Regions from separate parts of the Danio rerio genome. Here regions 1 and 3 are each linked to region 2. The links are chromatin contacts, called in public Hi-C and Micro-C maps. All regions are on one chromosome and are shown on one strand. Each heading gives the region's core, a stretch centred on a gene start, on an enhancer-like site or on the middle of the called end of the contact. The rest is flanking DNA. Distances are from core to core; before and after follow the strand shown.

Region 1 (3,061 bases), core at 397-2,896, 150 kb before region 2:
CGAGTTACTTTGTGAATGTTCCTTTTATGATCCTGTCTTACATGTTACAGCACAAAGATCGATAAACGTTGTTGCATCATCATGCTATCCACGTTTCCTCTGGAGTTTCATGTAATTTCAGATGTTTCATTTTTAATATTTCGGCTTTTACTGTAGTTAGGCAGTTTCAGTTTCATTCAGAAACATTTCATTCATGCCCCCGGTGACAAACTGAGGTATTGGATGTGTTTATGAATTAAAGAATGTTGGAAGTTTTAATGAAATTGGATACCGCATGCCGAATGAGAGAAAAAAAAACCTTTGCATTTCGTGGGATGTGTGTCTGTAGTCCTTTATTGACTCAATAGATGTGGAGAATAGTGTCATACAGCTTTGTGTGTATAGAATATACTGCCGAAAAACATGGTGAAAAATCCTCTGTTTACATGGTAAACTCTTAATCAGAGTTTTGTCTTAATCATATCAAAATTTGATTACTGGTGGCCATGTAAAGGAACTCAGTGTTATAATGTCTTTAATGGTCATCAGCATCTTAAATACTTGAAAGTTTTTAATATTTTAATAAAAAAAGCATATTAACATTTATATTTATTTATGTATGTTTTCTATCATCTTTGCATCAAATGATAAAATAGGAATTACCGCTTATGCAGATGTTTGAAATGCAGTGTATAGTGTATAGGCAGAACAGCAAATTTGATGCTTTCTCTTCTGTCTGTCATTATCACATAGTTTTTTTTTCTATTTTCTGAAAGTCTTGAAAACATCATTGCCAATTTTTATATTATTTTAGCAAATAGGATTGTATATATAAAAAAATTGTTGTACACTCCCATTCACTGTGCTCTAAGTTTATCCACTAAGACTTCTGCTACTGAGAAACTCGAAAATCTGAAAAGGGTTCATAGTTTTAGGACAATTTTGAAATTGTTTTGATTCACTTTAAATGTTGACTGTATAATTTAAATGAACCCTCATTCCAGTAAGAATCTTCAAGAGGATAAAACCAAGAATTTAGTAAATAATCTTCAAATAGACAATAGACAAATGGAAATTCTATTTGTAATGAATCATGATTTATTTTGGTAAGAGTTTGGAAAATAAGAAATTTTTTCGGACATCAAACATGATAGGCAGGTCGAACATGACTGACAAGGATTCATGTGGGATGAACGCTTACGCCAGGCTAAATTTCTTCACAAAGCAACAGTCTGGGCAAACAGACAAAACTGGTTGTGCAACAAATTGAGGAACGAATATTTATCTTTTTAAACAGCAAGTTTCACAAAAAAAAAAACCAAAAATCTTTCATGATTTTCAGCTCACACCTTGAATCTGGATATGTTTTCAATTAATGTCATTAACCAGTTTTAGATGCTGATAATAGCCTTGTATAAAGTCCAGGTGCGATTATTCATGGAGTATGTTTAAATTTATTTACTTGGAGGGCCTTTGAAGATTTATATGGGGAGAGACATTTAATCAAGAGTTTCCAGAAATCGGCTTAGGTTCGTAAATATGATTTCTTTCGTGACGGGCTTTAGGACCTGGTGACGTGCGCAGTGAGGATTGCCTTCAGGAGTCCGAAGGGAAATAATGCGCATGCGCTCCAGTGACATTCGCTCCATCCCGAGTCGCGAGCAGGCAGAACAGGATGAAATGTATCAAAACAGACGTCAAACGCTGTACCTGTTTAAAGGAGCCGTGAACCAGGAGGAAACGCTCGCTAACACTGCCTGTGTGCCAAAGAAAACTGCTGGAATGGTACTTTAAGTGTTTAAGAAACCGCTAAACTATTTTGAAAACAACTTCAGACTTGAAGAAGTGTATTTAAAGAGGTTTATGAAATGAAAAGGCAAGCAGATGCGCGCAACCGAGAATATTAAAGCGCGAGGATGAGGAAAACAATACGGGCTAATTAAGGAAGCGGTCGGAGTGGGAATTTCATTTAGTGAAGAGCCGGACAATGGCTTGATTTTGTTTTTGTTGAGCTTTTTCTTGGATCTTTTGGGGCTGCGAAGACGCTGCATTCATGACTGAGCGGACGGAGAAGAAAGTTTACCGCGTGGGATATTTCATTTTATGAAAGTGTTTCGTTTTGTCGTCTGTCAGCGGAGCCACCTGTTTCTGTGCGGATTTTATTGATTCATCATGTCCAAAGTGGTACAGAAGAAGAATCACTGGACCACCAAAGTTAACGAGTGCTCGGTCTCCAAGGACGCCCGTGGCGAGCTGAACGTGCAGCTGCTCGGTGGCGCGGAGAACGGAGAGTTCGCCTATATCGGACACGTTAACGAGACCGCCGTACAGTATAGAAATGGGAAAGTGTCCGAGGGGGAATTACTGCTGGAAGTGGAGACGCTTTCTGTCTCTGGATTGCCGCTGTATGATGTGCTGACAGTGATCAAGAACTGCAAAGGACCTATAAGGTTAAAAACTGTGAGGCAAGGTAAGCAGAGCGATTCCCCTTCACTTTTGTTTGGTTTGTGTGATGCATTTCATGTAAACAAGCCATTGAGGAACTGTTTCCTAAAATTAGCCGGGTATTATTTATTTATTTATTTATTTATTTATTTATTTATTTATTTATTTATTTTCACATGTTCACTAAATATAGGCTTGGCGACTTGGTTTGTTGGCTAATAGGCCTGTATTTATAAAAATATTTATTCATGTTTGCATGTGACTGCATAGGGCTAGTGGTTGTTAAGAAGCATGCTTTTATTTTAAAATTTCTTAATTTGTGTTATTTCATAATGTGTTTTCCTTTACTTTTATTACTTTTACTTTTATAACTACATTTTTATTTAGTTTATCTTTTAATTCTGTATTTTTATTTGTTATGTTAGTGGGGGTGATAGGAGGTGTAGTTGTTATTATTTTTCATGTCCAATAACATAATATGATATGAATAGATAAACAATTATTTGTGATAAATATTTTAGTTCTTTTGATCAATACAGTAAGAAAAGTATGTATATTTTATTTATTGTTTTATTTCTAATTTGCAAACTGTACATAATCATTACCACACCAACATAATATATGCTAAAATTATTAT
Region 2 (3,050 bases), core at 367-2,866:
AGCGTTTATTTATTAACTCTATTTAATCATTAATATGGTTTAATTATCTTCTCTAAAATAACATTTGCTTTTAAAATAGATTTTAACTTTAACTTTTGGGCTTTAAAATAGTTTTTTTCAGCATTTACCCTTGTGTAAGTCTGAAATTTTATTCATTATAGTCTTAAATTTGACTTGAAACCTGTAGAAACCCTGTATATTATTATTTATTTATTTATTTTTATTTTTATCAGGATCCCCATTAGCCACTAACAAGGTAGCTATTCTTCCTGGGGTCCATCGAGCACAGAACAAAATGACATTAATTCATAACAACAAAGTGCAATAAAAACAAACAAAAAAACAAATTCATACATAACATCCAGATCAACAATCCACTTAATATTGTGCTATTAAATATTTTTTCAACAATTTTTTAAAGCCTCATTTTACTTGTTACAAAGCATGTAATGTCTGAAGGCATTCATTCCATGTTTTCATTCCTCTATAAACGGTGGAAGTCCGAATCATTAGTCCCCCTTTGATTCCTAAATGATGCTTAACAGGGCAAAGAAACTTTCACAGGATGAGTGATAATATTTTTTCTTCTGGAGAAAGTCTTTTTTTTATTTAGGCTAGAATAAAAGCAGTTATAAGTTTTTTAAAAACCATTTTAAGGACAATATTACTAACCCCTTTAGATTTTTCCGATAGTCTACAGAACAAACCATCGTTATAAAATAACCTAATTTGCCTAATTAACCTAGTTAAGGCTTTACATGTCTCTTTAAGCTGTATAGAAGTGTCTTTAAAAGTATGTAGTAAAATATAATTTACTGTCATCATGGCAAAGATAAAATAAATCAGTGATTAGAAATGAGTTGAAATGTGAGGATGATAAATCTGGTCTAAACTCTCAAAATCGAGTGTTTTGAAATGTGTTGAAACAATCTTCTTATCAATAAACAGAAATTGAATAAAAAAATAAACAGGGGGGCTAATAATTCTGACTTCAACTGTATTACAGTACAACATTTTTATTCTACAAATTCCACTTTTTCTGGCTGTTTGCAGTGTTTTTTGAATTATGAGGCACTAAAAGAAATTTGACTCAAACATGTTAAAAAATAAATGAAAATTGACAAATGAAATCTTATATTTAATAAAACACTTCCTCATTTGCAAACTTAAACATAGGATTTAAAAAAAATCAAATAATGTAATCAATCAACTGGGGAAATATAGTGACAACTATTATTTTGGAATCATCCTATCCACCCTATGTCTTTCCTTGAATTCTGCCAATATCCTCTTGTTTCTAGGTAACTATTATGGCACACCCAAGCCGCCTATTAAGCCCCCTAGTGGCAAAGTGATCACTGGCGATGCTCTTCAAGACAGCCTTCCCGGATCCCAGCCGTCCACCCCGCGTCGCACCAAGTCCTACAATGAGATGCAAAATGCTGGAATAGTGCCTACAGAGACTGAGGATGATGACGAGGTTCCTGAAATGAACAGCAGCTTCACAGGTCAGCACTGAGACGCTTTGTTTGCATTTGTGTCTGGCACATGGAGGAAGAGATGAGTGAGTGATGCCTCTTTGTTGCTTTTCCTCTTCCTTCGCCATTGCCCGTTCAGGAAGGAAAGGGGGAAAGAGCGCCATCTGGCTGTGGCGGAGGGGTTTGTTTGTGTTAGAAAGCAGCAAGATGGACTCTAGCTGTCCTTATGTATTGATCGGACAGTTATGCGATGCCAACTTTCACAACAGTGTTGAATGAGGTGCATTTTTTGTGTCGAACTGAGGTGTTTACAGGCTTGCGGTCTGATTACTAATAGGCAACAGTAAGTACAGATTGTGGAAATGGTTAAACATTAAAGTAGGTGCATTTCGTTGTTTTGAAATGCAAATTAATGGCCCTGTTTGCAACTGGTAAGATGTGTTTTTGTTCATGAGATTTAATGCTGGTTTTACTGATTTTTCTGACCGCTTTTGATTACTTTGGCATTGTCACCTGGTATTAGATGGATAGGGAGTTAATAATATGCCAAAACAATATGAATTTGAATTGTGTTAATTTGAATTATTGACAATTGACAAATCTGAATTTTCATATGACATTAAAAATCCTTTTGAATTTGAATTTCTTAATTTGAATTTGGGCGAGGCAGTGGCGCAGTAGGTAGTGCTGTCGCCTCACAGCAAGAAGGTCACTGGTTCGAATCTCGGCTCAGTTGGCGTTTCTGTGTGGAGTTTGGATGTTTTCCCTGCCTTCGCATGGGTTTCCTCCGGGTGCTCCATTTTCCCCCACAGTCCAAAGACATGCGATACAAGTGGATTGGGTAGGCTAAATTGTCCGTAGTGTATGAGTGTGTGTGTGAATGTGTATGTGGATGTTTCCCAGAGATGGGTTGCGGCTGGAAGGGCATCCGCTGCGTAAAAACTTGCTGGATGGGTTGGCGGTTCATTCCGCTGTGGCGTCCCCGGATTAATGGAGAGACTAAGCCGACTAGAAAATCTATGAATGAATTTGAATTTGTATTTCAAAACTTAAATATTGAACATCTGAAATTAAAAACAACTGAGTTTTTCAAGGCTGATTTTCTTTTATAGACGTATTTTCAAACTCATCGACTGCAGATGTCCCGTTTGTAAAAGTAAAGTTTCAAGTTTTCAAGATGAAGAAATTCAGACTGATTCAATAACCTAAAATTCAAAACCAGAAATTCAGATTGTGCAATTCAGATTCAGCAGACAGTAGGTCAGGGGTGATCAACGGTGAAGTGTAGATGATTACCGAAAAGTCAGATAAAAATTCTGATTTATTAAATTACAATTGTCAATAATTGAAATTAACACAATTTAAATTCAGATTGTTTTGGCATATTATTAGTTCCATAGAAGGATAGTTCATTAAAAAATAATTTATATTTCATTTACTCGCCCTTGACTTCTTCCAAACCATTTTTGTTTTGTTATGTAGAACATGAAAGAAATATTTTAAAGAATGTTTAGAAACCAGTAACTATTAACATCCATAGTTGGAAAAACAAAGACTATGGAAGTCAATGGT
Region 3 (2,748 bases), core at 206-2,705, 200 kb before region 2:
TCAAGCTTAATAGGTTAGGTTTCCTTAACCTATACAATATCATTTTTAAATGTTCATTACAAGCAAATGTTTGGAATTGGTAAATGTTTAAATTTCTTAACCATATATACAGTAATATATATTTCCGTTTTATTTCATAACTGTAAAATTTGATACTCGAAAATATTTTTATTATAAATGTTGAAAACATTAGTGCTGCTTAATATTTCTGTACATTGATTGATACATACACACAAAAAAAATCAGAGCATTGATTTTTAAACAAAAATTTTGCAAAATTATAAATGTCTTAAGTGTCACTTTTGATAAGTTTATTGAATTTTAGCTGAATGAAAAGATTTCTTTAAAAAAATGTTAGTAACATGGTGTTACACACATTACATTTGATTATGGTTAGTTTTATGATTGTAATACTTGCACAATTCTGAATAAGAATAAAATAACACATTGAATATTAAAAAAATGGTTGTCATCTACAGTATTTATTTGACAGTTTCTATTGAATCTGACCTGGTTTACAGCCTGTATCAAGTATACACTCACAAAAATAAAGGTACAAAAGCGGTCATAGGATCTGGATCAGTTCATTTTTGTACATTTAGGTGCCAATATGTACACTAATAACACACCAGTATGGACGCTTTTGCACCTTTATTTCTAAGCAATGACAACAGATTTAGGAGCTAAACCTGTATGGCAACTCACCTCTTACTAGATCGACATCAATGAGATCTGGCTTAATATGGCCAGTCTTTTTAAGTTTGTTTCCAAAGCCCTGTTCAAACGGAAGAGTTTCACAAATCTGATTGCACACATTTTACACAATAGCAACAACAACAAATACATCTATATTTCAAAAACAAATTACCTTAAACTCAGTCTGTTCCAGTGATTTTTCCCAAATCTGTTGATCATAAGCTCCAATCTTTGACAAGAACACGACAGACATTTTAACTCCTTTCTAAAAACAACCTCTGTTTACCTGACAGGTATAGACACACTCACTTTTTTCTGATACCATGCTATTCCTGCCATATTTGAAATACATTAGCTCAGCTCATCTCAGACAGCAGTGTGGTTCACTGGAAATTCCATTCCTCGAAAGAGCAAGACATTCAAGTGTATGTCATTATCGTTGACATTAAAAAGAAAACGCCTGCAAGCAGTATGCTGTACACATAATAGGAAGCGACTCATCAAGAACAAATACAGCGAGCGGGCGTGTTTCAAAAACTAGAACGCCGCCTACCTAGACAGCACACGACAGTTATTGATAAAGTTGCTGTAGTTTTAGGTCTCGTGACGTAATATAATATTAAACTTACCTGAAGCTCAATAAACTGTAGTTTCCTCAGAAGTGCGTGAGGAGTTTTGTCAACATTTTCTGCTGAAGCTGAAACAAACCTCGCCCCCCTTCACCAAAACTATCTGACGCTACATCATCAACAGCTCTGGAAGATGTACAAACAGCCGTCTAAAGTTGTGAGCTGTCTTTATTTGACGTCAAACCAGAAAATCTTTAATTCGGCTCGATCAGGTCGGCCGTTGAAATAAGATGTTGTAAAAGAGAAGTGATTGTTAAAGTTCCCACTCTCATCAACGACGCTGCTGCTGCTGGCAGAGACGACAAGTGTGTGAAGCAAGAGATTACGACACAGCAGCCGCAAATGGCGGAAGTACATGGCGTACAAAATAAACTGCGGTAAAAGTGTGGAATATTTAACAAAACAAACAACAAATAAATATAAAACAGACAACAATAAAAAGATAATTTAATAAACCATGCAACAAAAAGGCAAAAAAGAACAAAATCCAAAAAAAAAAAATGCATTGTTCTTTGGTTGTGGTTGTTGTGGACAGCTTATTCACAAACATTCATATTCTTTACATTCTATTCACTGGTCAGATCTCTGGCGTTTTTATCTATAAGAGTATTTTACATTTATTAACATAAAACATTTTATTAAAATTAAATTGAATAGAATAACAATATTGCACATGATTTTTCCTAATGAAACAAAATCATATTGTTTTTTTAATGTATGTGCAGGGCAGTGATGGACCTACAAGTGTCGTTTGAAAGTGGAATTGTATTTACCTTGTGTTTACAATAGCAAAAATAACATTGAGGAGACAGCAGTTTAATTGATTAGTTAAAATTGATTTTGATTTGATTGATTGATTAATTAAAATTTCCACAAATATCAAGTTAAAAACACCCGGTAGGTGGCGGCAGAACACTCTTAATTCATTCAAATAGAAAAAAGAACCAAACAAATGTGTATGGATCAGGGAATAATTAATGACACTGATTTCATTTATAGATGACAAACATACCGGGTTATATAGGAAGATTTAATAAAGACTTTTACTCTGCTGGACCTTTTTCATATTTAATCGATAATATAAATTTATATTCATTCAAAGTAGAACATTAACCCATTTGTGCTCAAATCGTTAAAATTGTTTTCATGCAGATATCCTTGTTAACATTGTTAGTGTCAAACAGCCTAACCATGTAAAAAAGCTGCAGTAGGCAATACCTATGTCTGTATGGACAGCTGGGCTTAAGGTAGGAACTGAATTTGTTCGTAGTTTTGTGTTTTTCTGTAGTGATTCTGCATTTTAACAGCGATGTTCATTATTCTCTGTGTTATTTTAAATCTTTGTGGGAAAGAGACCAGTAGGAGAAGTTAATTTTACAATTTTGCTGTGTTTCAACTTGTGTATAAAAAGTCTACTTTAAAG

Evidence for each region. A called contact is a pair of places that touch in the nucleus more often than the background predicts.
Region 1: a Hi-C map of an unstated tissue shows a contact between it and region 2, with 3 times the contacts expected there. The contact joins the promoter of magi1b here to the enhancer-like site in region 2. A contact is called at or near these places in 2 of 18 Hi-C or Micro-C datasets (caudal fin and an unstated tissue).
Region 3: a contact with region 2 is called in a Micro-C map of caudal fin, with 20 times the contacts expected there. The contact joins the promoter of phtf1 here to the enhancer-like site in region 2. A contact is called at or near these places in 3 of 18 Hi-C or Micro-C datasets (caudal fin, hematopoietic stem cells and an unstated tissue) and 1 of 4 datasets of contacts at active chromatin or transcription factors (gastrula embryo).

Annotation. Positions count from the first base shown.
Region 1 is chr11:20,964,616-20,967,676 of GRCz12tu, forward strand. magi1b (membrane associated guanylate kinase, WW and PDZ domain containing 1b) reads left to right here and starts at 1,647. Exons shown (of 22, transcript NM_001007063.2): 1 at 1,647-2,449. The coding sequence starts at 2,152.
Region 2 is chr11:21,110,320-21,113,369 of GRCz12tu, forward strand. magi1b (membrane associated guanylate kinase, WW and PDZ domain containing 1b) reads left to right here. Exons shown (of 22, transcript NM_001007063.2): 4 at 1,302-1,508. Among named protein-coding and RNA genes, the nearest start is that of rhol, 78 kb to the right of the region's middle. Within about 2 kb of position 1,617, at least 21 of the 62 cell types and tissues checked have an H3K27ac peak or open chromatin away from gene starts, as enhancers often do. A contact at or near this core is called in caudal fin and gastrula embryo, where this site is marked.
Region 3 is chr11:20,910,646-20,913,393 of GRCz12tu, forward strand. phtf1 (putative homeodomain transcription factor 1) reads right to left here and starts at 1,456. Exons shown (of 17, transcript NM_001114429.1): 1 at 1,326-1,456; 2 at 1,006-1,097; 3 at 869-925; 4 at 706-775. The coding sequence starts at 1,035.